Regions from separate parts of the Mus musculus genome. Here regions 2, 3, 4, 5, 6 and 7 are each linked to region 1. Evidence: chromatin contacts called from public Hi-C, HiChIP or PLAC-seq, Micro-C and promoter capture Hi-C data. All regions are on one chromosome and are shown on one strand. The core of a region is the stretch at or near the end of the contact, and the rest is flanking DNA. Distances in the headings are between cores, read along the strand shown.

Region 1 (3,378 bases), core at 274-2,773:
TTTACGTTCCACCAGGGATTCACTCAACAGACGCCTCTCTTGCTAATCCCTACGCTACGCCTTGAGCAACACTTGCTAGAGAGCTCCGTCAGCAGCAGAAGACCTTAGACCAGAAAGAAGCCCCGGTTGGGTAGGGTCTGGGGAGAACAAGCCTTACAGCAAAGGAAACTTGAAGCGAGGAAGGTAAAGCCAAGAGAGTGAGGCGCTGGGCAGGGGTATCCCCAGCAGGCTCGGAGTTCTGCTCTGTGTGAAGGGGACTAGACTGACTGGGGCTGAACCTGCCCAGAGGCTGCCTGCCTTACTGTCCGCCTTGACCAGTGGGGCCAGGCCAGTTTTAGCCCCACTAAAAGCTGTAGGTCTTCAGGTCCCAGTGTGATAACCAGGAATGGGGACATGAGGGACGCAGGATCAGGGCTGCTTCCTGGCCCGGAGGCTAAAGCATCGTGCCTGCTTCTGTGCTGAAATTCCCATTTTCTTCTTTCTATTTTATGGTTTCCCATCATACAGGCTAGCTTCTGACTTTCTGTGTAGCAGGGTATGGACCCGGAACCCTCCCACCCTCCCAACTCCTCAGTATTAGGATCACCGGTGTATTCCACTCGGCTGTTTGAAATTTCTGTCTCTAACAAGGGCCCCACGTTTGCATTTGCGCTGGTGGGGAAGAGTTCTGCAGACTGGCATCATGGTCCCAGCCTTGGCCCACGTTCTACACAGGCCATGTCATGCCTTCTGCTTGTTCTCCTGCTAAGGGTGACCCCACAGGCGGTCCCATGTCAGTGACATGGGAGCCCAGCCGCCTTTGTTCTTCCTCACAGTAGAAAGTAGAAAGTAGAAAGCTCTTAGCTTTCTACAAGACTGTAAAAGGTGTATTCACTATCGATTAGCCCTCATTTTCACAGACTACCTAGTGTCCCGGGGTATGCCATTGTTGAAGTCCCAGCAGAGAATCCCTGACACCACAGGACCGCCAAAGTACGTGTGATGTATTATGGTGTGCGTGTGAATTATTTTTATAAACATGGCAAATTCACTTTGCCCTTTATTTTTATTTTTTATTTTTTGGAGACAGGGTATGATTTAGTCCAGCTGGCCTCAAACTTAGTATATAGCCAAGGGTGGCCTTGAACTGACTCTCTTTCTTGAGTGTTGGGTTTACAGGTGTGTGTCACCAGCCAGGTTTTTGTGATGGGGAGATCAAACCACAAGGGTTCGCGAATGAGTAGCTGAGGCACTCCTTCGGACCTTTTTTTTTTTTTTTTTCGGACCTTTTAACAAGTACGTTTGCACCCCTAGTCGCTCGGGTGTAAACCACTGAATCAAGCAACGCTTGGAATATACCGGACCGTGCGCCCCGCGAGACAGACAAGCTGATACCGGCGAGCACCTAGGGGCTAAGTCACCTCATTCGCCGGACCCGCGTCCTGGCACGCGGGACGTACTTAGAACTACAATTCCCGGCGGCCCCCGCTTCCAAAGGCGTGTCTTAAACGAGAGGGGCGTGACCGCGGGGCGTGGCCGGCTACAAAGGCGGCCGGCAGCTCGCAGGGCGCGGAGTAGACGCTTCGCGGCGGACGGAGAAGCGGCGCGGGACAGCGTGGGGAACTCGGATTCGGCCTGGGACACCCCCGCATGCGCCGGCCGGCTCGGTAGCGGCGGCCCCGATGCTGCTGCAGCCCGCGTGCTCCCCGAGTGTGTTTCCGCGGCCGTCCGCCGCCCCCAGCGCCATGCACGGCTCACAGAAGGACACCACGTTCACCAAGATCTTCGTGGGCGGCCTGCCCTACCACACCACCGACGCATCGCTCAGAAAGTACTTCGAGGGCTTCGGAGACATCGAGGAGGCCGTGGTCATCACCGACCGCCAGACCGGCAAGTCCCGCGGCTACGGCTTCGTGAGTGCCCGCGGCGCGCGCACCTGCCGCCGCCCCTCCCCCACCGCCTCCCAGACCCGCCGCGCGCAGCCGGGACTCCGGGGCTTCCCGGGGCCGTCGGCCCTTCCCCCACACTTTCCAGCTGCCCCAAAGAAGCGTAAGCTGTTAGCGCCAGCGACTTGAAGACGGTTTCCCACTTCCTTCCACTCTAGTGTCCCCAAACTAATTCTCTGAGAAAGTTAACGGTACTTACTGATGGCCTGGACAGCGGGGGGGTGGGGAGGACTCCCCTTGAGGTTCCCTTTACTCCACTTCCTAGGGGATTGTCGCTGTCCTTGAAGGCACTCCGCACTTGAACTTTGGGGAAGGAGCTGCAGCCCTGGAGGCAGAGAAGACAGTGCCCCAAGGGTCCTAAATACCAGATACTCTTCTGGGAGGAAAGACCCAGAGATGGCCCGATGCCCGGGCAAAACCCCCTTCCCTTCTCTGCCTTGTTTTCCTCAGCCAGCCACCAAAGCCCCTGACCCTCTGTGTTCCTGCAGGTGACCATGGCAGATCGGGCAGCGGCTGATAGGGCTTGCAAAGACCCTAACCCTATCATCGATGGTCGCAAGGCCAATGTGAACCTGGCCTACCTGGGTGCCAAGCCTAGGAGCTTACAGACGGGTAAGAGCTTTGAGTTTTCTTTCCAGCCCTCCTTGTTTCTATATTCAGCTTTGGTATCTGTCTGATGGAAAAACGCTGCCCCCGCTCCCCCTTTGTCCCCGAGTGGCAGCCAGCAATCATGTGCCTGCAGAGGCAGCCCAGGGCAACCACCCCTGGCTTGGGAGCTTGCTCCTCTTTCTCGGCAGTTTATGGTCCCAGGGATAATGATTTTTTTTTTCCAAAGTCTCCTACTCTTGGGGAGGGAAGAAGTCAGATGCCGACCAGGCAGGGGATCATCCCGAAAAGCTGGTACAGCCTGTGGACTTAATGTGCTTTGACCAGGAGAGTGGCGCGTGTTATTTGCCCTCCCTGTGTGTGGCCCTGGGACCTTACCCATGCAGTGTGCTGTTCCTAACTGCTCTCTTGTTTTAGGCTTTGCTGTTGGTGTGCAGCAACTACACCCCACCTTGATCCAGCGCACCTACGGGTGAGTGGCTGTAGCTGGCTGTGGGTGGGAAGGAAGGCCTTGAGGTGGGACAGCTGTGGACCTCTCAGCTCTTCTCAGGGCTGGGGAATGGCTGTTTTCAGAAATTAGATTGTGTATTGGGGGTGTGGAGGGAGAGATAAGACCCACTGCATTTCTCTAACCCAGAGGGGAGCACATGTCTTCGAGCCTGGTGTGTACCTTGCCCCCAGTTATGCGACACCTCCTCAGCCAGGTGTCACATGGGCATCCACTTCCTCACCTGTGCAGTGAATGAATGTGGGGACAGCTTTTCTAACTCTCTCGAGTTGGGGAGTTTGGCACACACCTAGTGCGGGCAGCTCTTCTGAAGTGTATGTTAAGGCTGGACCTGGTGGG
Region 2 (3,378 bases), core at 224-2,723, 1.7 Mb after region 1:
GAGGCAGAGGCAGGCGGATTTCTGAGTTCGAGGCTAGCCTGGTCTACAAAGTGAGTTCCTGGACAGCCAGGGCTATACAGAGGAAACCCTGTCTCGAAAAACCAAAAAAAAAAAAAAAAAAAAAAAAAAAAGACCAGAGTTCTGCCTCCCCTGAGGGCCACCTGCCTCCTCTCTGCCCTCTGTACAGTGTCTTTTACTCTTAACCCTGATTCTCCACCTTTAACCTTCCTTATCTCAGCTGGAGTGAAGACCCAGGGCACACGTCCATCCAGGCAGTGTTTGCTTTGGCCACACCCACAGAGACCAGTGAAGACAACTGGGCTGTCAGTGCCCTCGACGATGGCAGATGGGTATTTTAATGGCAAGGAAAGAGAGAATAATAGATACTTCTCTTGACCTGGTGAAATCCAAGATGATTGTTAGGAGGTGGCACCTTGGAGGTGTCAGGTGGTAATAGCTAACCGGAGCACCGTGGCCTTCTACCACAATCCACCATTAAAGAAGAGCCATCCATGAGCCATGATAGACACCGGACATACTTGGACGTCCAAGACCTCAGAACTGGGAGCAGTATCTTTCTGTGTATGAGCCTTCAGTCTAAAGTGTCTTGCGACACACAGCAGTTCAAACCAACTGGCCTTTAGCTGGACTCCTTGGAGGCAGGGGCATTAGTCTCTTTCTACTTACCATCTGCTTTCTCATTTGCTGTGAGGCCTCAGTTTCCCTTCACATAGGATTCCCCATGGGACCACTTTGCCTGACTGGTTGGGGCTTCTTCTAATGACAAGTGTACCCCTTTCATGGCTTGCCTCATGAGAGCCACCTGGGCCACCTCTTTGGATTCTACTTTTTAGAATGCCAATCATTAGAAATATTGGCAGGGGGAGGAATGGCTTTGAAACCCACATTTTATGACAATAGTCAAAGGTTTGTAGACTCATTAAACTACCGCAGTGCCCTGAAAAGCAACACTTGTATGACTTTTGGAGAGAGGCCCCTCACTAAAGGGGCCAGTGAGGAAATAGGGCTCCCCCGAAACCGCTAACTCACGTTGAGTGGAATCTTTGTGACTTTGCTCTGGTCCTACAGCCCCACCTGTCACTTAGATCTTCCAGAGTCAGGGAGCTGGCTCGGGCACCCATGAATCAGAAGAGTAAAGTACACCCAGGGCCGTGGCACAAGGGCCCTCGGCAAGGGTAAGACCATTGGTGAATAGAACTTTTCCTTTAGACTGACTTCAAAGGAACAAGAAGCCAGCAGCCCTTCTGTGCAGCCCTTTCATGGTCTTGGTGCTCTTGGGGTGGGGGTGAGGTTGCTTTGGGCTGGGCAGGGGGTTTCAAGTGTGAGTCTATGTGTAAGTGAGCAGTGTGAGCACCGGCAGAGTGTGGCCTTCAAGCAGCTGTTCGGGCCTTCACCCTACCCCATCCACCCACGGGGAGCGCGGCGTCCCCGCCTCTCTCTACCCCTGGGTAAGCCTGGGGCGAATGCGCCTCTGGTCAGCTCCCCCCCTGCGCTTGCAAAGCGACCCCCGTGAGCCCCGGGTTCAAAGGCCCAGCGCGGCAGTTCCAGCCCCTCGGAGGGGCGGGGAGGCGAAGGGGGTGGTGCGGGAGCCAGAAAAGCCTGAGCCACAGCCGGCCAGCCCTGCGCAGGGATGGGCAGCGCGCTCTGAAAGTTCGTGACCGCCTCAGCCAAGTAACTCTGAGCCGGGACGCGCAGCTCAGGCAGCGACAGGACTCGAAAGCTGTAGCCAGTCTCACTACCCTTTTGCGGTCACAAGCGGCCACCCTCCAGGCCCGGTGCTCCCGCGCCTGATCGGGGTTCATGGAGCCGGGGCTGTGGCTCCTTCTCGGGCTCACAGTGACCTCCGCTGCAGGTAAGCGGGAGGGGCGGGGCGGCGCTCCTCTCCACGCGGGAGTGCACACAAAAGGAAGCCAGGCGCGGGTCTGTGTTGCGGGGAAGCTGATAAGTCTGGCTTTACACCCTGAAGTCTCCCAGGGGCGGGTAGAAGGGCCTGAAGACATAGCGATAACTTCCACTGGGTCTGGGGGTTTTCAGTTTGGGAGACTTTCTTTGGGCACTTTTCAGAGACTATACAAAAATTTTTTTGAGTTTTACCCAGTGAAGAACAAATAGCTTTCAGATTTCACAGGGACTGCAATAACTCTCAAGTTTTTACTGAATGTGCACGGAGCTTTGTAAACTTTTTAAGGCATTTGGCTTAGTTTGGAGACTTGGGGAAAATGCAACCAGCCTCCTCCAGACATTGCAGAAGTTTGGTTGAGTCTCATTCTGGTTTGGGGGGCGGGGTAGTGGGTGCCAAGAACTCTGTGTCAGCAGCTTAGGAGCCCTTCAATCCTCCTCCTGCAGGACTTGTGCCTTGCCCCCAGTCTGGGGACTCTGGCAGAGCCAGTGTGTCCCAGGGTCCCCCTGAAGCTGGATCAGAGAGGGGCTGTGAAGAGACTGTGGCTGGCCCTGGTGAGAGGATTGTGTCCCCAACAGTTGCACTGCCTGCACAGCCTGAAAGCGCTGGGCAGGAACGGGCACCAGGCAGGTCTGGGAAACAAGAGGACAAGGGGCTGCCTGCACACCACCGCCCTCGCCGCTGCACGTGCTTCACTTACAAGGACAAGGAGTGTGTCTACTATTGCCACCTGGACATCATCTGGATTAACACTCCTGAGTGAGTTGGCCTAGGGGTTTGGGGGAGGAGTGTGGCTCTGTGCCAGGCCTAAGGCTTCAGGGGTTTTTGCTCAGACCTCAGCCCACCTCATTCAGATCCCTGAATCTACCACAGTGCAGCATTCAGCTCCTGCAGTGGCTCCAGGCAGCATGACTCCTATCACAGGCCAGGGGCAACCCACCTCCCCTCTGAGAACCTAGTTACAAAGAAACTCAGTGCTGGATTTGAGATGTGGTGGGGTGGGACTTTAGATGCTCACAGAGTTCTATGCTCCTACCCCAGAGGCTCGTTGGGCTGAGCCTTCCTCCTAACTCTTTGGAATCCCTTAAGAGCAGCTTTGGGGTGGGGGCAAAGTAGGAAGGTAGGCTTGGCAGACCCAAATGATATACATCCCTTGAAATGGCTTCTTCCGTTTCTGCCCATCTTGGATGCCAAGCCAGAGTGACACATGTGGCTCACATGGCTGCCATTCCCCAGGGCTAACCCCAATGTCCACAGCCATGGCCACAGAGGGCCTCTCTGTTCAATCTTAAAATCTCTCACAAATACCTAGTACCAGGTGCTGCTGTATTTAAGTGTCTCTAGGTGTCACCTTTGATAAGAGGCACCCTCCCCTGGAACCATAGAGAAGGTTTCTCTGTTTTATTTTCCACTCAATCCCCACTGGACCACTGGGGTTTCCCCGTGCGCTAAGACAT
Region 3 (3,378 bases), core at 625-3,124, 1.6 Mb after region 1:
ACAAGACCAATGAGAACACGGTAACCCATCTACCGTAGTCCTGTCTGAAGAGACAAACCACCCTTGTGTTCTCTTCAGTGATCTAGAATATTCTCCCACAGCTGGGACTGAGCCTGAACCGTCCATGGCCGTGACTTACATCAATGGAGGCCAGCACACAGGTTTCATCGGTGAATAAATGCCTTCTGGTTGGCCAATGCAAGGCTAGGTCTCAGATGAACTCATCAGAATAGCGTAAAAATAGCCCCACTGTGCTCAGAGGCATATGAGAGTTCCCTCTGTAGAGTGAAGAAATTGGGAGCACGGAGAAATTCCGATGATCATGGCCAGTTTTACATTCCCAGGCCCTGGGGGAGAATCTCCTTTTCTTAGACTACGAAGCCTCTCTGGATAATGGGCAAATCTGGTTGTGCGCCAGCAGGACACTGACTCAGGTGTGATGTGGTCACCTCCATTCTCCCTTGGCATTCAGATGATTGCATCAAGGACCGTGAGCTATATCACTGTAGATTCATAGGCCTGAGTGTGTTTTAGCCCCTACACACCTCAAGTTCCCTGGCCACTTTCTTTCAGTCCTCCTCTGAAGCACCTTCGACCTAGGAGAAGGGGGCTAGATGGATGCTATAGGCGGGGCACACTGTTCATGAGGGACAGATGCGAAGGACAGGTCTCCATTAGTTATGAAATCCTCTGGTCCCTTCTAGGCTAGCCATACTTGAACCACAGGTACACAGTTACATCTTGGTGAAGCCAAGAGGAAAATGGTTTTTCGAGGTGCCTGGCCTCTGTTGGAGGTCTGACCATAGCATGCCATTAGCAACCTGTGAGAGCCCAAGGGGTTACTTCAGTGCCCCAGCTGCTGTGGATGCTTAGGGTTTAACCATTCACATGGAAGCAGACATGGTGGAAACATATGTTCCCAGAAGGAAGATCTGTCTCATGAAGGTGGTGGGGGCAGGGAAAAGTGATGCCTTGTGTTACGTCATCTTTGCAACTTGCCCGAAGGGTGGGGCCTGCCCAGTGCTACTTTATGGGAAGAATGTGGAGTCTTGTGTTTTAAGTTTTGGATTTTTATCTCTCAATACACTCCATGATCTATCCTCTGGTCTTACCGTACAATTCCTCTTCTTCACAAATCTCGAAGGAAACTGTCACTCTTGGGTGAGCCACATGTTTTCTAATAGTGTCCCTGTTCCCCAGGGTGAAAAGCTTGTCCTGGCAAAGCCCTTAGATGCAGAGCTCTCCCTAGTTACCACACATGGCTCATAGGCAAGCTTGACGGGCGTTCTCTAGTCTTTCCTGGTTCTCAGGTAGCCTAGGATGGTCCGGAACGTGCTACATAGTTGAGAATGACCTAGACAGTCTGATCTTCCTGCTGCCACCTTCTGATGGTGGGATGACAGGTGTGCTATGCACTCTGCAGATCACAAACCCAGGGCCTGATGCATGCTAGACAAGCGCTCTACCAACTGAGCCACACTTCCATCCCTGGCTCCTTCAGTCATGGCTCTGAGGAGCCAGTAGAACTGGGGCTTAACCTCAGATGCTGAGCTCTGCCCCATCCTGCATGGTGCCTAGCTTAGATAAAGACTTAAAGACTGTAATGGAGTAAGTCTAGCATCATACCGAATATGAATCAAGGAAAGCAGAATGCAGCCTGACGGAGAGCTCTCTGTAGATAACCATGGGGCTGGATTCCTGCTCCAGCCCCTGGACTGACACAGCCTGGCCCACATGCAGCCCCCTTCCACCACCAGCCCTCCCGCCCCAAGCTGTAGCCCCTGCCACAGCTTGCCTCTTCCTCTGTGACCTGCCACAGGCCTCACATCCTGTGAGGAGGCCCTAGAAACCAGTTCTGTTGATGAAAACACTCGCGCTCTTCACCACAGGAAGCATGGGCCTCACGTTCACAGTGATAACCGCCCAGTCTCTTCACAGAGAGTAGAGGGGAGCACAGACTAGCTTTGTACCTAGATTAGGAAGCATGTGTTCCCTCCCCTCCCCCTCAACAATTCTCAATTCACCTCACATGAAGCCTCCTGCCCCCCCTGCTTCCTATCCGAGAGTAGGAAGCAGGACATTTGGGAAACAGAGACCATGTCCCCCAGAGCTTTGTAAGAACAGTAAGAAAACAGGATATTAGTAATGACAGGAGCCCCCTGGCCTCGGCCCCAGGTAAGGCGTTTAGATAAAAATCTAGGACACCCGGCTAAATTTTAAATTTCAATTAAACAGTGACTATTGTCTTGATACAAGAAGGTCGTATAGAAGCAGTTCTTCCTAAAACACTACTCAACTGTTCCCAGGAAATATCAATTTAACTAAGAGTCCTGTAGTTTTGAGTTTGTGACAACTAGTCACTGAGGCCTAGGGAACCGACTTCTTCACCCAGAGGCCGTTCTGAGCCCTGTGCTGCAAATCAAGAGCTCCCTCCATGCAAGCAATACTTCACTCTGGACATTTTACATCGGGAGTTTTTGTACAGAGCTGTCTTGGTATGCATTGTCCAGAGGAGAAACTGAGGCTGTGAGGCTGTGCGAGTTGCTGAAGTGATCTGATCTGATCTGCCAGCTCCTAGACCGTCTCCATGCGTAGTACTCACTGGCAGTGGGTGGGCGAGCGGCGGCGCCAACTTCAGAGAGGCAGTAATAACAGGTTAGCTTGGGAAAGCTCTGTGCAGAGATGGGAAGGGTTGTGTCAACACATGCAAATTATATGCAAATACACTTGGCCCTCCTGGCAGGCTCACCTAGGTGGGAGATCCATGAGCAGTCCCCCATTGCCCATGGGCTTCTAACAGGGGCAAGGGTAACAGGTTGATAGCCCCTTGTGTTCCCAGCGCACGTGGGCTGGGGTGAGTGCACACCCGAGTTCTCGTGTTCTCTCTTCTCGGATGTGGATGTGAGGGGGCTGGTGTGGAGGTGGATACATGAGGCTATGGGGCGTGGTGATGTGTGCGTGACCTGCCACCTTGATCTGTGTATTCCCAGCAAGCCACAGGGCTCCTGTCTCCTCAGATAACCTCCTCCAAAGCTTTGGTGTTGCTCTATGGAGAGAAGGAAGCATCCCCTTGGGACTGTGTCTACTGAGATGCCCTAGGACCAGAGAGAGTCCTTGGAGGATAATCCTTTTCTCAACAATACTACAATTAGCATTGATGCTATACCTGGCCCTGCGGCTAATGCTGTGTACTTAATTATCCAGGCCTGGGGTTTGTGTTGCCCTGAGGAAATTCAGTGGGTAGGTAGAGTCACTTGACCACACTTAATGGCAAAGTAAGCAGAGAACAAGTCCACAGCTGCTCCATGTTGGCCAGGTATCTTACCAGGAGCAGAAGAGTAAGCCATGCTGCATCCCGGTATGGACTCCCCACAGAAA
Region 4 (3,378 bases), core at 502-3,001, 1.5 Mb after region 1:
CAGCACCATCCTGGCTGACATACAGATCCTGGTGCCAAAGTGCATGTAGGCTGGGACTTTGGGTGGCCCAACCGGTCTGGATACAAGGCACTGCTGGGCTCCTCCCAGGGAGCAGTTGTGTATCTATCTTCTAGAAGACAGGTCCTTCAGCTTTCATCTACTCCAGAGGTCTGTGGCAAAAATAGACTAGGATCACCAACGACCGACTTTCATTGAACACATGCCGTTAGGAAAGGGAAGGGATGGATCCAAGGGTTGGGGTAGGGGGGGTGAGGGGGGAGGCAAGCCGAGGAAAGAGTATAGATGTAGAGAACCGTAAGGGAGGAACAAGTTCTAAGTTCTAAGGATGACACTTTGGGCCAACAGCTCTGAAGCAAAGCATTCAGATGTAGAAGAGGACTGGGGTCCAGAACCCCTTGTTCTGAAACAGACAGCATCCTAAGGACCACAGCCCCTCAGTCCCAGAAGTGGTACAAACGTTGAGAGTCCCTTCTAGTTCTAGTAGTTTGTCCTTTCTGGGACACAGCAGGTACTCAGATATGATCTACTATGTAAAACTTCTTTTACAATTACCCTCAGTAATCAGGATTGGCATTTGTAGATTAAAAGGCACCATAAAGCTATACTATTAAAACAGTGTGGCAACATTGGCCAAGTGAGTGAAGGAGCTCAGATCATCTGGAAGTGGTTTCGGATGTAAGTCAACAATAACTATGACAAGATGACATTGTAGAATAGAGCACAATAAATCAGTCAGAAAGGAGGGCTGGAACAAGGCGTAAACCAGTTATTTAGGTAGAAAGCTCTGTTGTTCTTGTGTGTGGCACCATGAACCTGGGTGGTATAATTCCCAACACCCCACTGACTCTGATCCTGTTTCCCACTATAAGTTCAGAGAACCATAAAGCTGTGACTGGATGTGATAGCAGACACTGGCTATCAGTCAGCTGTCATGGCTGAGAGGAATAGGAAACAGAGGTGACAAATTATCTGCAAGAGCAGGCCCTGGTCTCTAGATCAAGAGATCTTGATCAAGAAATCAAGAGATCTGCTCTCCAGATTGACTGTCATCAATGTTTGGCATCATGGTAGCATGAGCTGAGACCAACAGGAAGACACTCCACGTGGGTGGCCAGCTTTCTAGATGTCCGTGGGGGTGAGGGGCGCTATAACATGGGGGATTTCAGTCAGAACAACCCAGGTCACTCAGGCCATCATGCCATCACTGGGGTTCAGCCACGACACCGTGAGTCTGTCAGGTATCAGTCAGGGCACTCCAGCCACCACAAGCCGTCGGGGTTCAGTCAGGTCCCGGTGAGTCTGTCAGGTATCAGTCAGGAAACTCCAGGATACCCTGGATACGTCGGCGCTCAGGACACCCCAAAACCCTGTGAAGCCCTCGGGCCTCGTGCTCTGTGACCCCTGGAGTCACTTCCGGATCAGGCTCGACGGCCCGCTCTTGTCTTCCGTCAGTGGCGACGGTGTGGGAGGAATTCCCAGGCCTGGGGACAGGGAGCCCTAGCTCGGGTCGGGGTCGTGACCTTGGCGATCCCCCCGAGTCCCGAGCTCCGCTTGTCTCGCTACACCCGACGCCAGGAAGTTCCCCGAGGGCGCCGGAGGCGGGCGCCGCACCCACACTCACTCAAAGACGTGCTCCGAAGTCCAGATCTTCATGGTGCCAGCTGCCTGCCCGGTGTCCCTCAGTGTCCGGGGACAGTGAGGCACAGAAGTTCGCCGGCCCCGCCCCGTCCCGGCCGGCCGGCCTCGCAGCGCGCAGGCGCCGTCGAGCCAGGCGCTAGGACGCCCGGAAGTGCCATCCCGCGGCCTAGCCAAGCCGGGTTTGGCTCCGCCCCGCGGCGCAGTCCTGCCCAGTCTTCTTGGCTCAGAGCAACCAAGCCCCGCCCCCCATGCTCGGCGCAATCAAGTCCCTCCTTCGTGAAGGCTCAGTGCGCCGGCGCAGAGCCGAAAAGTGAGGCGGCCGGCCGGCGCCGCACTACGCATGCGCGGGCCTTGGCGGCGGGACTTTTTGGCTGGTTTGGCGGGTTGCTGATATGTGTCTAAAGTTCTCATTGGATGTGGCTGAGCCTGGCGGCGTTTGCCAGAGTACGGTTTTGTGGTGTGGTCTTAGAGAGTTAGTCCCACCTCTTCAATCTAAGCAGTGGGGTGGCGGGACAGGGGTGGTTTCAATCAGCACCCGTGCCCTTGCCAGCCCAGGGTTGGTTACCCTTGGTGGAACAGGCCACCCAGACAGGGCTGGACCAATTGCTCTACGGTCATAGGTCATCTCCATCACCATTTCTCAGTGATGCCCACGCCCTCCTGTGCCTCCACAACTTCCTGTTACATATTCCTCAGCAATTACCACTCTGGAGTCATCTTGTTTATCTGTTAGCTCCCATTGTAAGTCATCCCCCAGAAAGCCAGCCCTGGCCTGTCTCCATCATGGCACTCAGCACCTCTGGATAGCAGGGGTTTAAAGGTTATTGAAAATGAAATAGTTATTTGAGGAATGAATTAATTAGGCCATTTAGTTTATCTGCTTGACTTCTAGTCTGTAGGCACGTGAGGGTGAGGCTCTTGCTAGGCTTGTTCAGTGATTTCCTCCCTGTACCTAATAATTACAGATGACATTCGTGAGAGAATGACTAAGAAGTGAGGGGGCAGGAGCGGATGGCATGTGGTTCTATTCAGAGATGTGCCGGGTAAGATGGACGAACTGCTTGGCTTGGGTTTCAGGTGTAGCTTCCCACCTCTGCGCACCCTGTTCCCCGCATCCTGTGCCTCCCGACAGAACAATTTGCCTTTTGAAATGACAGTTGGAGGAAAATCTTTGCATCTCGGTACTTAAAGAGCTACTTAGAATTACCCTTTGTCCCTAGTTTGTTCAATTGTTAAAAACAAATAAAGCCAGGTTAATTTAGGAGGGTGGATCATTTTTTTTTTTAAAATAGCCAAAGCAGTTTATATTTTAAAAGATAGAAAAATTATATTAGACAGGAAGGAAATAATATGGTTGGTAGCTGCTAAGTGTAATTTGTTTTACCTGGGGGATTATATATATATATATTCAGTACTTTGAGTGATTTCTTGGGGAGATAATGTTTTAAGGGCTGCTGAGAGGGCCCCAGCCTTTGTTAAGATGTGAAGTTAGTGCTGTGTATTACTGGCTCTAGTGCAGTCACTACAGAACAGTCAGTCCCTGCTGCCCTAGAGCTTCATGAAGCTGTTCACCAGCTAGCTGGCCAGCCTCCTCTGCCTCCTCCTCCTCCTCCTCCTCCTCTTCCTCTTTTCTCTTTTCTTTCTTTGCCCCCAGTTCAAGATTTTTTCTTTGTCAAAGTCATACCAGAAAACTTACTTCTTTTCCATTGCTCTCCAAAA
Region 5 (3,378 bases), core at 310-2,809, 1.4 Mb after region 1:
CAAGAGAGGACACTGGCTGAGTCCCACTCCCAGGCAGGAGACTCCCTTCCCCATTGGTTTCCAGGAACCACCTCTGGGGATGGCAAAGCTGAATCTCCATGCTACAGGTAGATTGGCACTCCCTGGCTCCTGCTTCCTCTACCAAGGAAGGGCACAGCAGCCCTCTGGGGCCTCTCTCTTCCTACTGAATGAACTTCTACTTGACTCTTGGGCGGCCAGGCTAAGGTTCGAAGAAGAGAGCTGGGGGGGCCATTTCGTACTGGGGAACATGTTCACCTCAAATGCCAGCTGCTACTGAGAAGCAGTTTCACTTCCACGCCCCACAAACCAACTGTGAACTCAGTGATTTTGCAACACCGGTCCCATGGTTCTCAATGGCTGAAGTCACAAGTTCTGAGGAAGGGAAGGTTCCTGGGAGCCACTTGTCACCAGATTCCAGCCCAAGCCTGTCCCACAGAGGCCCTAGTAGGCCCACAGGAGAGAACTCCAGAATGACACAGCCACCTCACTCTGGCTGAGGGGAAATCCAAGTCTGAATCATGGTACAGGGCCATGGGCCCCTGTAGCCCCGGGCTATGGCTATCATGGCTCACCTAAAGGTAGATTGGATGGTGAAGTGCAGCCACCCACCTGGCCAAGATACTGGCCCTGCCCTAGGCTTAGCATGGAGCGCCAGGCCACCTACCTGCCATGGCACTGGTGCTGCCGTGGGCCCAGCAGGAACCACAGTACTGTGGGATGTGCTGGTTCCTGGTGACGCTGGCATAGTTGACACCGTTCACATTTCTCCAGTCCCAATTCTTGGGGAGATCCGCTGGGGACAGGTACTCATGCGGCCGAGGATAAGTCCTGGGAGGACATCATGGCAATGGAAACCAACTCTGGAACGCATAGGGCCTCCCCTCTCCCTACCCCCACCAGGGCCACAAATCCAGTCATTTCTCCTGTTGGCCTTCTTCCCAAACTGTGGTCGGTTCAGAACTTGACCCAGAAGAGCCACCAGCAGAACCCAGGACTATTGGAAGCTGAATGTGACAGAGCATCTCCGAAATACGCTAATGCTCACTAACAAAGGCAGTAGAGGCGAGAACTGCCCAAACCAGCAAACCCCAGAGCTCCCCGGATGTGAAAATCATCCCAAAAGGAAGGGATGGGATTTGTGCTTCCCAGGCCTAATGAGGGAGGATGGGGCAAGGTCCCAAGTGTCAGGGGGTGCGCGCCTGGCCTAGAAGTTGACCCTTTTCCTCCCTAGGCACAGCCCCGCGCCCACCTGCGCCCCAGCAGAGCCAGCTGGTCCCCGCGAATGGGATGGTAGCAAGTCTGGCCCGAGCGGAAGTAGAGTCTGGCCCGTGCCGCACTCGCCAACAGCAACATCAGCAGCACCAGGGGCAGCTGCTGCACCGACCCCGACGACGCCATGCTCCTGCTCCGGGCCAATTCGGATCCTGGATCACGCGCAGCACCTTCGACCTCTTGACCCGACCCGCAGGCCCACGCGCTCGGGACGCCCCGCCCGGTCCTTTAGGAGGCGCCCAAGTTGGACACACCCCGAGGGCGGGGCCTTCCCCGCTGCTCCTGCCCCCGCCCCGCCCCGCTCGGCAGCCCCCAGGAGATAATCTGCCTCACTAGGAATCAAACAACCGGATCAGCAGAACCTGGGGTCACACAACCAGACCCCAGACCTGACAGTGCCACCAGCCATTGTGATAACACGGACTGACAGCAAAACTTAAGTTTACTATTCAGAGACCCAGGCATCCTGGAGCAGGGTAGGGCTCAGCAGGCTTCCATTGGCCCACTCAGCCCAGATTCTTTTGTTTCTCTGCTCTGGAGTGTGGTGCAGTGTCCCATTAGGTTAGGTCTCCCTAGGAGCGCACAGAGATATCCTGAGGCTGGAAGAAGGTGTGGGTCATACCCAGCATTGGACTCTAGCCTGGCTTTCTGAGCCCCTCCTCTCCACCCCCCAAGACCCAGGCTTTTCCTGAAGAGACAGCTCTCCTTCACAGAGAAGGATCCTTCCAGGATTACTCTTTTCTTTTTTCTTTTTTTTCTTTTTTTTCACTTGGCACATATATCGTGAGTCCCTGGGGTTCTGGAAAGGGTCCCTGCTAACCAGACTCTTCCAAGATGAGGAACTGAGAAAGAAGTGGGACCTGGCCAGCCTAGGTTTCGTAATGGGAGAATTTCCCCTTCCCCCTGTGCCCCGTGAGCTATTGTCAGCAGTCCCAGGCCACAAAGCTATCTCTTCTTCTGTAAGAAACATCCCCTGGTGTTTTATCTCAGGCTCTCTCCAGGTGGTGGGTGTGAGATTCCTGATGCGCGATGGCCAGTGGGGCTACAGCCATTCCTCTGTCTGTGGATAGGGGCAGTCAGAAATCATAATGGCTGTCTTGCTGCCTGCCTTTCCAGATCACCCAGGATTCCAACAAGACTCAAAAGCCTGCTGGATACCTCCTGTCAGAGAGCAGAACAAGACCTCAGAAGCAAACTTGGGGCTACCCTTAACAACGCAAGAGTTTTGTTCCCTGTTGCTATAAAGTAGTCACGGAGGCAAATGAACACTGGCATCTGTATGTTGAAATCTTTCATCCTGGGGGGTCATGGCAACCTCTCCCTTCTGCTGGGTGGTAAGTAGCCTGGTAGGAATGAGGGCCTCCCAAGGCCCAGGCAGAGACCTGAGTTCCCTAAGCCAGTTCTCCCCAGTAGTGACCATGCATTGACCTTAGAGCCCTTCGGTCCACTCTGGGGGAGTGTCGCCTCCCACGTGGGTTCCACATGGGCTCTCTCTCGCAGGAAGGGGACAATTGGTCTTGGCGATTCTATGGCATCCCACAGGCAAGGTCTAGTGAAGAGCACAATAGGGCAGCAGCGTTTATCGGGAGAGTGTGTACTCAGTGTGCTCACGGTCCCAAGTTCAATCCCTGGCACAGATAACGAGCAAATGAATGAGTGGAGTTTTAAAATTAACAAAATATACACTTTAAATAATGTGTCGTCTATGTGTGCCTATATGTTATATGTGTGCATGAGTCTGGGTGTCCTTGGAGGCCGGAAGAGCATACCCAGCACCATGGAACTGGAGTTAGAAGCTGCTGTGAGCCAATAGATGTGGGTGCTGAGAACAGAGCTCTGGCCCTCTGGAAGGGCAGTCTGTGTGCTCAACTTCTGAATTAGTTAATTAGCTAATTAATTAATTAAAATGAATGAAAGGAAGGAAAGAAGGAAGAAAGGAAGAGCTGAAAATATTTTGTGAGTAACAGAGGTTGTCGTCCCCCCCCCAGAAGCCAGCCAGGGGCGGCTTTTCTTCTTCTTCTTCTTCTTCTTCTTCTTCTTCTTCTTCTTCTTCTTCTTCTTCTTCTTCTTCTTCTTCTTCTTCTT
Region 6 (3,378 bases), core at 617-3,116, 1.4 Mb after region 1:
CTTTCCAGAGAACAGTAGTATCTCAGGAGGCTAGCGATCAGTTATTCTAGCAACAGTGACATAGGCTGGATGCAATGCTGCTAGGCTTGTTAACCACTGTCATAATTAGCCATTTATTGGTTAAGGGAGAGGTGAGTTAGACAATCCCTGCTTCTGTACGTGCAATTAATTATTCATAAATGAATCTGCCTGCTTTCCACTCAGACAGTATCTAAGAGCCATAGTTGGAATTTAACAGACATTCATTATTCCCAACATTTTCAGAAAACAAATAAAAATGAGCCTGAAACAAATCCATAGCAGGGCACTCCTGAACTTAAAGCTCCTTCATCATGTGAGCTGGATCTAGACCCACCAAGCAGAGAGATGGAAAGTGGTCCTTCCACCATCTGCAAAGAAGCCTTTCAGGGTTGCCTCCAATGGCCTCAGCCTGAACACATCTTTGTCCCCAGGCAGAAACCTACCTCCTGCTGGGCTATCTGTGAGTGTACAGACTGGAAGTCTAAGTAGCCTCTTACCAGACCATTCCTTGCCTTTCCACCTTCCTCCTCACTCCCTGCAACTCTGGTTTCCTCCCTCCTCTCCATAAGTCCTCTTTGGGTGTAGCAAATAGCTAGACATTCCAGATATATCTGTTCCATCACTTTCCTTAAACAAAAATCCAGATGAACTTTTATAATAACTAATTCCTGCTGACTACCTGCTAACTCTGTGTCTAGTGCTTCAATGTGCCATCGGACTAAAGCCTTGCAAGTGGTTGTCACCTTGGGTGGCTCTGGCATCAACTACAATGCAGGGTGCCACAAGCTCTGGTGGGGGACTTTCTTCACCAGGTTATTTGGAATGGAAAGAGCCACCCTGAGCATCTTGGGAAAGTCTCTTCTATCATTACAGACTATTTACTTTGGTTATCCAGTATTATCATTTCTCCCCTTTGTTTGCAGGCTAGCTCCCTCGGATCATGGGTGGCAAAGTGGCAAGGATCTCGTCCCTGAGTACGTCACTGTACTCCAGGTGTTATCAATGATCCAGGCACTTAGGAGTTATTCAACAAACACTTGTCAAATGATGGAAGGAAGGAAGAAGTAAAATAGCATTCCAACAGCTCTGCAGACAGTGCCTGAGGACTGTACTACATGGCTGGCTCTTTTCTCTAGCCTCTCCTCACTGTCTGCATCCAGAGCCCATGGTGTTAACCTCCCCGATCGATGATTTGGGGCCACCTGCCAGGAGGCCTCTCCAGGTATCTTCAGTCTAGGTGTTCAGTGGGTCCACTTTTCCAGAGCCCAGTCATGGCTTTTGTAGGCTGTAGGGCCTCCTCCACTGGAAATATGTTTTATATCTCGCTCTGCAATGCACCGAGTACTTTTTGCCCATAGTAAAAGAAATCCGAACATTTCTGTGATACCTGCTCGGTTGGCAGCTGCACTGTCCAGGCAAAGCTTAAGCTCACTGAAGGTTCGAGGTTTTTATAGCAACTGGAAGCATGCTTGCACTTCCGAGTGAGACCCTGTCTTTTTTTTTTTTTTTTTTTTTTTTGAGACAGGGTTTCTCTGTATAGCTCTGGCTGTCCTGGAACTCACTTTGTAGACCAGGCTGGCCTCGAACTCAGAAATTCGCCTGCCTCTGCCTCCCGAGTGCTGGGATTAAAGGCGTGCGCCACCGCGCCCGGCGAGACCCTGTCTTAAAAAGGAGAAAAGGTAACTTGGAAGTGTTCTGGGCAGACATAAAGCTGTGACTCAAGCCATCTTGCTCATGAGAGATCCTACAAGGTGTTTCCCCGCCCAGCAGGCCAAAGACTAGGCCACGCCTCCTCTGTAACCACGCCCCTTTCCAACTCCGCCTCTCTAGCCTTGCCTGAGGCCCAGAACCGCGCACGCGCTCTTCCATTTGTTGTGTCCGGCGCACGCGCAGTGAGGAGACGCGGCAGATATGGCGGGTCCGGCGCCGGGTACAATTATGGGAGAAGACTACTTCGGGAATGCCTCAGAGTGGGGCGAAGAGGCAGACGGCGGCCAGGTGAGAGGGCCGTAGGCGTTCCGCCAGGAAGCCGGGTTTGTGTCCTGTCCTCGCGGCTCCTGCTCCGGCCAGACCCGGGTACGGGGACCCGTGACCCTTGACTCCCTGACCTCCGACCCCGGACCCTAGCAAAGCGGGTCCAGGAACTGCACTCAGGGCTTCGGGCCGGTCCTGCCCCGTTAGGGACCTCAGTTTCCCATGCATTCCGATTCCCAGTGACACCTGGGGCTGATCTCTGCGAAGCAGAAGCCATGGTGCCCGAGGGGGCAGGACAGACTCTAAGGGAGAAGTGGACCACAGTGATACAGTGAACAAACTAACTCCAAACTCCAGCAGCATTCTGGGGTTGGGAAAACACTCTCCGGTGCTGGACAGACCAAACTTTTTTTTCCACTTTTGGGTGATTTCATTCATCCTTAGAGTACAGGACAGGAAAGATCTCGTAGCCCCGACTGTCCAAGATTTGGGTGAGAGATGGGGAACGGGTATCGTTCAGTGTCCCCCCAAACACCAGGGTTAGGAAATCAGAAGTCCACCCAGCTGTATGACTGACTTAAGCCTCCCATATCCTTCTGGACAGTGAGTAGGGGCCCTGGAATTTGGCTTTTCTACAGGAAGTGAGATGAGCTTTGAATGAATATGGGATGCAGTGAGGTATACCAGTGGAGTGGTCAGTGGTGCAGTGAGGGTGATGGAGGAAAGGTGAGGGGTTTCTGGAACCGAGTGAGGGAAGCCCTCCGTGGTTGGTTGGTTGGTTGCTGGACCAGGAGCTGTCAGTCATCAGTTGCAGCTTCCAGGGGTCCTATAGAGCTAGCTGCTGACCAGTAGGACATAAGACCCTGGGCATCTGTTTGTATGCTAGAGCATACTACATCACTTGGGAACTCGGAGGTGGATATATAGAGTTGGATTTAGCTAATTTGGATGTTGGGCTAAGTGCTTTTGTGTGGTATCGCAGGCTAGGCGCTAGAGCAGCAGTTCTCAACCTGTGGGCTGTGACCCTGTGGGGGTCATATCAGATATCTTGCATATTCACATTGTGATTCCTAACAGTAGCAGATGACAGTTATGAAGTAACAACAAAAGTAATTTTACAGGTGGAGTTCACCACAGCATGAGGAACTGTGTTGAAGGGTTGCAGCATTAGGAAGGCTGAGAACCACTGTTCTAGAGTTTGAATTGAGTGTTATTCATAAGTAAAATAAGGCAGAAAGACTCAGCCACCTGCCCAGGGCATAAGGAAGGAAAGAAGACTCAGAGTGATGTCCTTTGTGTCACTTAAGTGGCTCAGTAACTGAGGTGGTTCAGATTCAGTAAGAGTCGGGGATGGCTTAGCGAGTACTGTGCTTGCCACAGGAG
Region 7 (3,378 bases), core at 512-3,011, 1.3 Mb after region 1:
CGTGCCGCGGGCGCGCGGCAAAACAAAAAAAAACAGAACCCCAAAGGCAAACAATTAACAAAAAAACCCTGCCCAGGAATAATCTGCAGATCCCAGACCTAAAGCATTTTATGATTATTCGCTGAGCCCACCGGGCAATGTGACTGTATAAACTCCTGCAGCTCTGAGCCCACCCCGGCACCGCAAGGGGCGCGCAGCCGCAGGCTTTGTGACCGCGCTTAATTTCGCCTGGGTGGACTGTTGCAGTTCAACGTATAGCAAATGCTCTATGGTGCTCACAACAGAAGGAGGAGGGGATAAAAGGGGGCTGGAGAAGGGCTTGAGAGAGGAAATGAACACGGAATCCGCAGCTGGCGCTGGTGGCTGGAAGATGCGAGTCTCGGCAGCTGTTGCCACCATGGCACGGTTGGTCGGTGGGTTAAGTGCATTTCAGGTTTTCTAGTCTGCGAGACCACCCTAAATGGGCCATCAACTACACCCCAAATCTCCTTTTGCCTTTACCCAGAAGACAGAAGTACAAGACCTGAGCTAGGTGGGGGGTCTTCCGGTAAGCCTTAAGCCCCCTCCCCTATTTGCACGAAAGCGGCAAACATGAATAACTCCTAAGGGGGCTTTGCTTGATTTTCTGCAGTGCACTGCTGAGACCTTTATTTCTACTGCATCACCGTCCATATAAACAGAGCAAGCCCTGACTACAACACACTATACCACTGTTGAGAGCTCCGAGGTGTAATGGGGATGGGGGACATTGAAGGGATTTGCTGGAGCCATCCCCAACAAACAGCAAACATAAACATTAAAAAAAGAAAAAAAAAGGAAAAAAAAGAAATAAAGAAAAGTACCCTAGAGCATTTACGAAACAAATTGCGTGTTTACATTCGGCACTTCCTCACCCTGTCTCTACCCTTCCGGTGGGCTCACGACCACCTGTCGCATTTGTGTGTGTGTGTGCCTCTACCCCTTTCCTTGTATCCTAAAGCCTCCATTTCCTGACTTGGAGATGAGTATGGGTAATTGCCTGAGTGTGGGGTCCTTAGATAAGGAATTTACCGCATACTGGGGTAATCTGGGGTGATAAAGCCCTCCTGCAGTCCCTCCTCCCCTCGAGAAGAATCAGATGGGGAGGGAGGCTTTCAGCGTCTGTACTCTAACAGACCAATGCCCACGTCTTGCGTCACGTGTCCCAGCAACGCAAGAGAGCTCGCTCGCTCTCTGGCCAGGGAAAAAGCGAGCTAGAGAGACTCGGAATCAGTCCGGGAGAGGAGAGGACGGAGCCGAACGTCCCTACAAGGCCTCCGCTCATCAGCCCCCTTACCCAAAGTCGGGAGCAGCCGGCACCGGGAGCCAGCTCCCGGAGCCGGCTCAGCACTGAGACCTGCGTCCTCTGGCGGCAGAGAAAGAGTTCTATTTACGATTTTCGAGACGAATCGGCACGCTCTTAAATGCCAAGAAGGCGGAGCTAAAGTACAGCAAAGTACGAAGAGAGAACAGAAAAGTTCCTAAAGTTGTTGGCCGACCACAGCCCGAAGGGGTAAGTGTAACTAGGAAGGTGACAGACTTCACCAGCAAGAGATGACTCACTTCAGCCATGGTCCTGGGTTCTAGCCCCTGATTATCTATCCTTACAAAGTTTGGAAACTGAGGCTGGAGAACTTTCCAACAAAAATTTGAATTTTTTAAAAAAAAATTTTTTTTCACCCTAGTTTGGCTGGGTGCTCCGTCTTACGGGGCCCCAAATTTATTTTGAAAAGTCGCCACCGTGTTATGGGCATGTTCAACTGCCTCCACGGCAATAATATGTCAGGACAACACGATATCCCCCCTGAAGTCGGGGAGCAGCCCGAGCAAGAACCTTTGGAAGCCCCAGGGGCAGCTGCCCCCGGTGCTGGGGCTGGCCCAGCCGAAGAAATGGCGACCGAACCGGACTCCGAACCGTCTAACAATGAGCCCGTCCCCGACGAGACTGGCAGTGAGATCAGTGGACCCCCAGAAGACTCCAAATCTGACATCCAAAGCCCCTGCCAGGCCTTCGAGGAAGTCCGAGTGGGTGGAGACTACAGCCCACCTCCGGAGGAAGCCATGCCATTCGAGACACAACAGCCCAGCCTGGGAGATTTCTGGCCCACCCTGGAGCAGCCAGGACCATCTGGGACCCCATCAGGCCTCCAAGCCTTCAACCCAGCGATTTTGGAGCCCGGGACCCCCACTGGCGCGAGCCCAGGCCTGGGAGCCTATACCCCCCCACCAGAAGAAGCTATGCCATTTGAGTTCAACGAGCCTGCCCAGGGAGACCATAGCCAGCCTCCCTTGCAAGTCCCAGACCTTGCGCCAGGAGGTCCGGAAGCATTGGTCCCCAGAGCTCTTCCCGCGGAGCCCGGGAACATCAGATTTGAAAACGCTGGCTTCCGAGAAGACTACAGCCCTCCCCCTGAAGAATCTGTGCCATTTCAGGTCGGTGGAGAAGAATTCGGGGGCGATAGCCCACCCCCAGGACTCCCGCGAGTCATCCCACAAATCGGCATTGGCGGCGAGTTCCCGACAGTCGCGGTCCCGAGTGCGCTCTGCCTCGCTCCCGCCGAGAACGCGCCTCCCCTCTGGGTCCGAGGCGCCATTGACAGACCATTCCGCGAGGCTGTCAGATCTCCTCCTAACTTCGCATGCGACAGCCCCCCGATGGAGATCACCAGACCCCTGCTTGAGATTGGCAGAGCCTCCATTGGGGTCGACGACGACACCGCTGTCAATATGGACAGCCCCCCAATCGCAAGTGATGGCCCGCCCATCGAAGTCTCGGGAGCCCCAGATAAGAGCGAGTGCGCAGAGAGACCCCCAGTTGAGCGAGAAGCAGCCGAGATGGAAGGAAGCCCTACCACCGCCACTGCGGTGGAAGGAAAAGTCCCCTCTCCGGAGAGAGGGGACGGATCTTCCACCCAGCCTGAAGCAATGGATGCCAAGCCAGCCCCTGCTGCCCAAGCCGTCTCTACCGGATCTGATGCTGGAGCTCCTACGGATTCCGCGATGCTCACAGATAGCCAGAGCGATGCCGGAGAAGACGGGACAGCCCCAGGAACGCCTTCAGATCTCCAGTCGGATCCTGAAGAACTCGAAGAAGCCCCAGCTGTCCGCGCCGATCCTGACGGAGGGGCAGCCCCAGTCGCCCCAGCCACTCCTGCCGAGTCCGAGTCTGAAGGCAGCAGAGATCCAGCCGCCGAGCCAGCCTCCGAGGCAGTCCCTGCCACCACGGCCGAGTCTGCCTCCGGGGCAGCCCCTGTCACCCAGGTGGAGCCCGCAGCCGCGGCAGTCTCTGCCACCCTGGCGGAGCCTGCCGCCCGGGCAGCCCCTATCACCCCCAAGGAGCCCACTACCCGGGCAGTCCCC

The links. Promoter capture Hi-C pulls out the DNA fragments that hold promoters and counts their contacts. A called contact is a pair of places that touch in the nucleus more often than the background predicts. HiChIP or PLAC-seq counts read pairs in DNA pulled down with a chosen protein or histone mark.
Region 2: an H3K4me3 HiChIP or PLAC-seq map of stem cell-derived neural progenitor cells shows a contact between it and region 1, with 6 times the contacts expected there. The contact joins the promoter of Edn3 here to the promoter of Rbm38 in region 1. A contact is called at or near these places in 1 of 39 promoter capture datasets (cranial neural crest) and 1 of 115 datasets of contacts at active chromatin or transcription factors (stem cell-derived neural progenitor cells).
Region 3: a contact with region 1 is called in a Hi-C map of CD4 T cells, with 7 times the contacts expected there. The contact joins the enhancer-like site here to the promoter of Rbm38 in region 1. A contact is called at or near these places in 6 of 39 promoter capture datasets (the C10 cell line, the HPC-7 cell line, cranial neural crest and 3 more) and 2 of 484 Hi-C or Micro-C datasets (B cells and CD4 T cells).
Region 4: a contact with region 1 is called in a promoter capture Hi-C map of liver, with 6 times the contacts expected there. The contact joins the promoter of Prelid3b here to the promoter of Rbm38 in region 1. A contact is called at or near these places in 9 of 39 promoter capture datasets (the C10 cell line, erythroid cells, hematopoietic stem and progenitor cells and 5 more), 5 of 484 Hi-C or Micro-C datasets (the G1E-ER4 cell line and embryonic stem cells), 3 of 115 datasets of contacts at active chromatin or transcription factors (astrocytes, large pre-B cells and pancreatic cancer cells) and 2 of 9 other capture datasets (adipose tissue and liver).
Region 5: a contact with region 1 is called in an H3K27ac HiChIP or PLAC-seq map of bone marrow-derived dendritic cells, with 15 times the contacts expected there. The contact joins the promoter of Ctsz here to the promoter of Rbm38 in region 1. A contact is called at or near these places in 3 of 39 promoter capture datasets (the C10 cell line, liver and pre-B cells), 1 of 484 Hi-C or Micro-C datasets (B cells), 2 of 115 datasets of contacts at active chromatin or transcription factors (bone marrow-derived dendritic cells and extraembryonic endoderm stem cells) and 1 of 9 other capture datasets (adipose tissue).
Region 6: a Hi-C map of B cells shows a contact between it and region 1, with 5 read pairs. The contact joins the promoter of Nelfcd here to the promoter of Rbm38 in region 1. A contact is called at or near these places in 1 of 39 promoter capture datasets (liver), 1 of 484 Hi-C or Micro-C datasets (B cells) and 1 of 115 datasets of contacts at active chromatin or transcription factors (large pre-B cells).
Region 7: a contact with region 1 is called in a Micro-C map of the G1E-ER4 cell line, with 5 times the contacts expected there. The contact joins the promoter of Gnas here to the promoter of Rbm38 in region 1. A contact is called at or near these places in 3 of 39 promoter capture datasets (the 3T3-L1 cell line, the C10 cell line and hippocampal neurons), 4 of 484 Hi-C or Micro-C datasets (all in the G1E-ER4 cell line) and 1 of 115 datasets of contacts at active chromatin or transcription factors (embryonic forebrain).

The regions. Positions count from the first base shown.
Region 1 is chr2:173,020,379-173,023,756 of GRCm38.p6, forward strand. Rbm38 (RNA binding motif protein 38) reads left to right here and starts at 1,524. Exons shown (of 4, transcript NM_019547.2): 1 at 1,524-1,892; 2 at 2,414-2,537; 3 at 2,949-3,003. The coding sequence starts at 1,662.
Region 2 is chr2:174,759,146-174,762,523 of GRCm38.p6, forward strand. Edn3 (endothelin 3) reads left to right here and starts at 1,474. Exons shown (of 5, transcript NM_007903.5): 1 at 1,474-1,873; 2 at 2,368-2,680. The coding sequence starts at 1,822.
Region 3 is chr2:174,600,602-174,603,979 of GRCm38.p6, forward strand. Gm46781 (a long non-coding RNA gene) reads right to left here. Exons shown (of 2, transcript XR_003953979.1): 2 at 2,211-2,672. It also overlaps a transcript of Zfp831 not described here. Among named protein-coding and RNA genes, the nearest start is that of Gm46781, 4.7 kb to the right of the region's middle. Within about 2 kb of position 1,875, at least 105 of the 459 cell types and tissues checked have an H3K27ac peak or open chromatin away from gene starts, as enhancers often do. A contact at or near this core is called in B cells, the HPC-7 cell line and pre-B cells, where this site is marked.
Region 4 is chr2:174,471,190-174,474,567 of GRCm38.p6, forward strand. It overlaps Prelid3b (PRELI domain containing 3B), which reads right to left and starts at 1,752. Exons shown (of 6, transcript NM_025531.2): 1 at 1,643-1,752. The coding sequence starts at 1,674. It overlaps Gm38546 (a long non-coding RNA gene), which reads left to right and starts at 1,822. Exons shown (of 2, transcript XR_867090.2): 1 at 1,822-2,400; 2 at 2,625-2,920.
Region 5 is chr2:174,437,480-174,440,857 of GRCm38.p6, forward strand. Ctsz (cathepsin Z) reads right to left here and starts at 1,560. Exons shown (of 6, transcript NM_022325.5): 1 at 1,271-1,560; 2 at 686-849. The coding sequence starts at 1,419.
Region 6 is chr2:174,413,938-174,417,315 of GRCm38.p6, forward strand. Nelfcd (negative elongation factor complex member C/D, Th1l) reads left to right here and starts at 1,867. Exons shown (of 15, transcript NM_020580.3): 1 at 1,867-2,019. The coding sequence starts at 1,933.
Region 7 is chr2:174,296,098-174,299,475 of GRCm38.p6, forward strand. Gnas (GNAS (guanine nucleotide binding protein, alpha stimulating) complex locus) reads left to right here and starts at 1,762. Exons shown (of 12, transcript NM_010309.4): 1 at 1,762-3,378. The coding sequence starts at 1,765.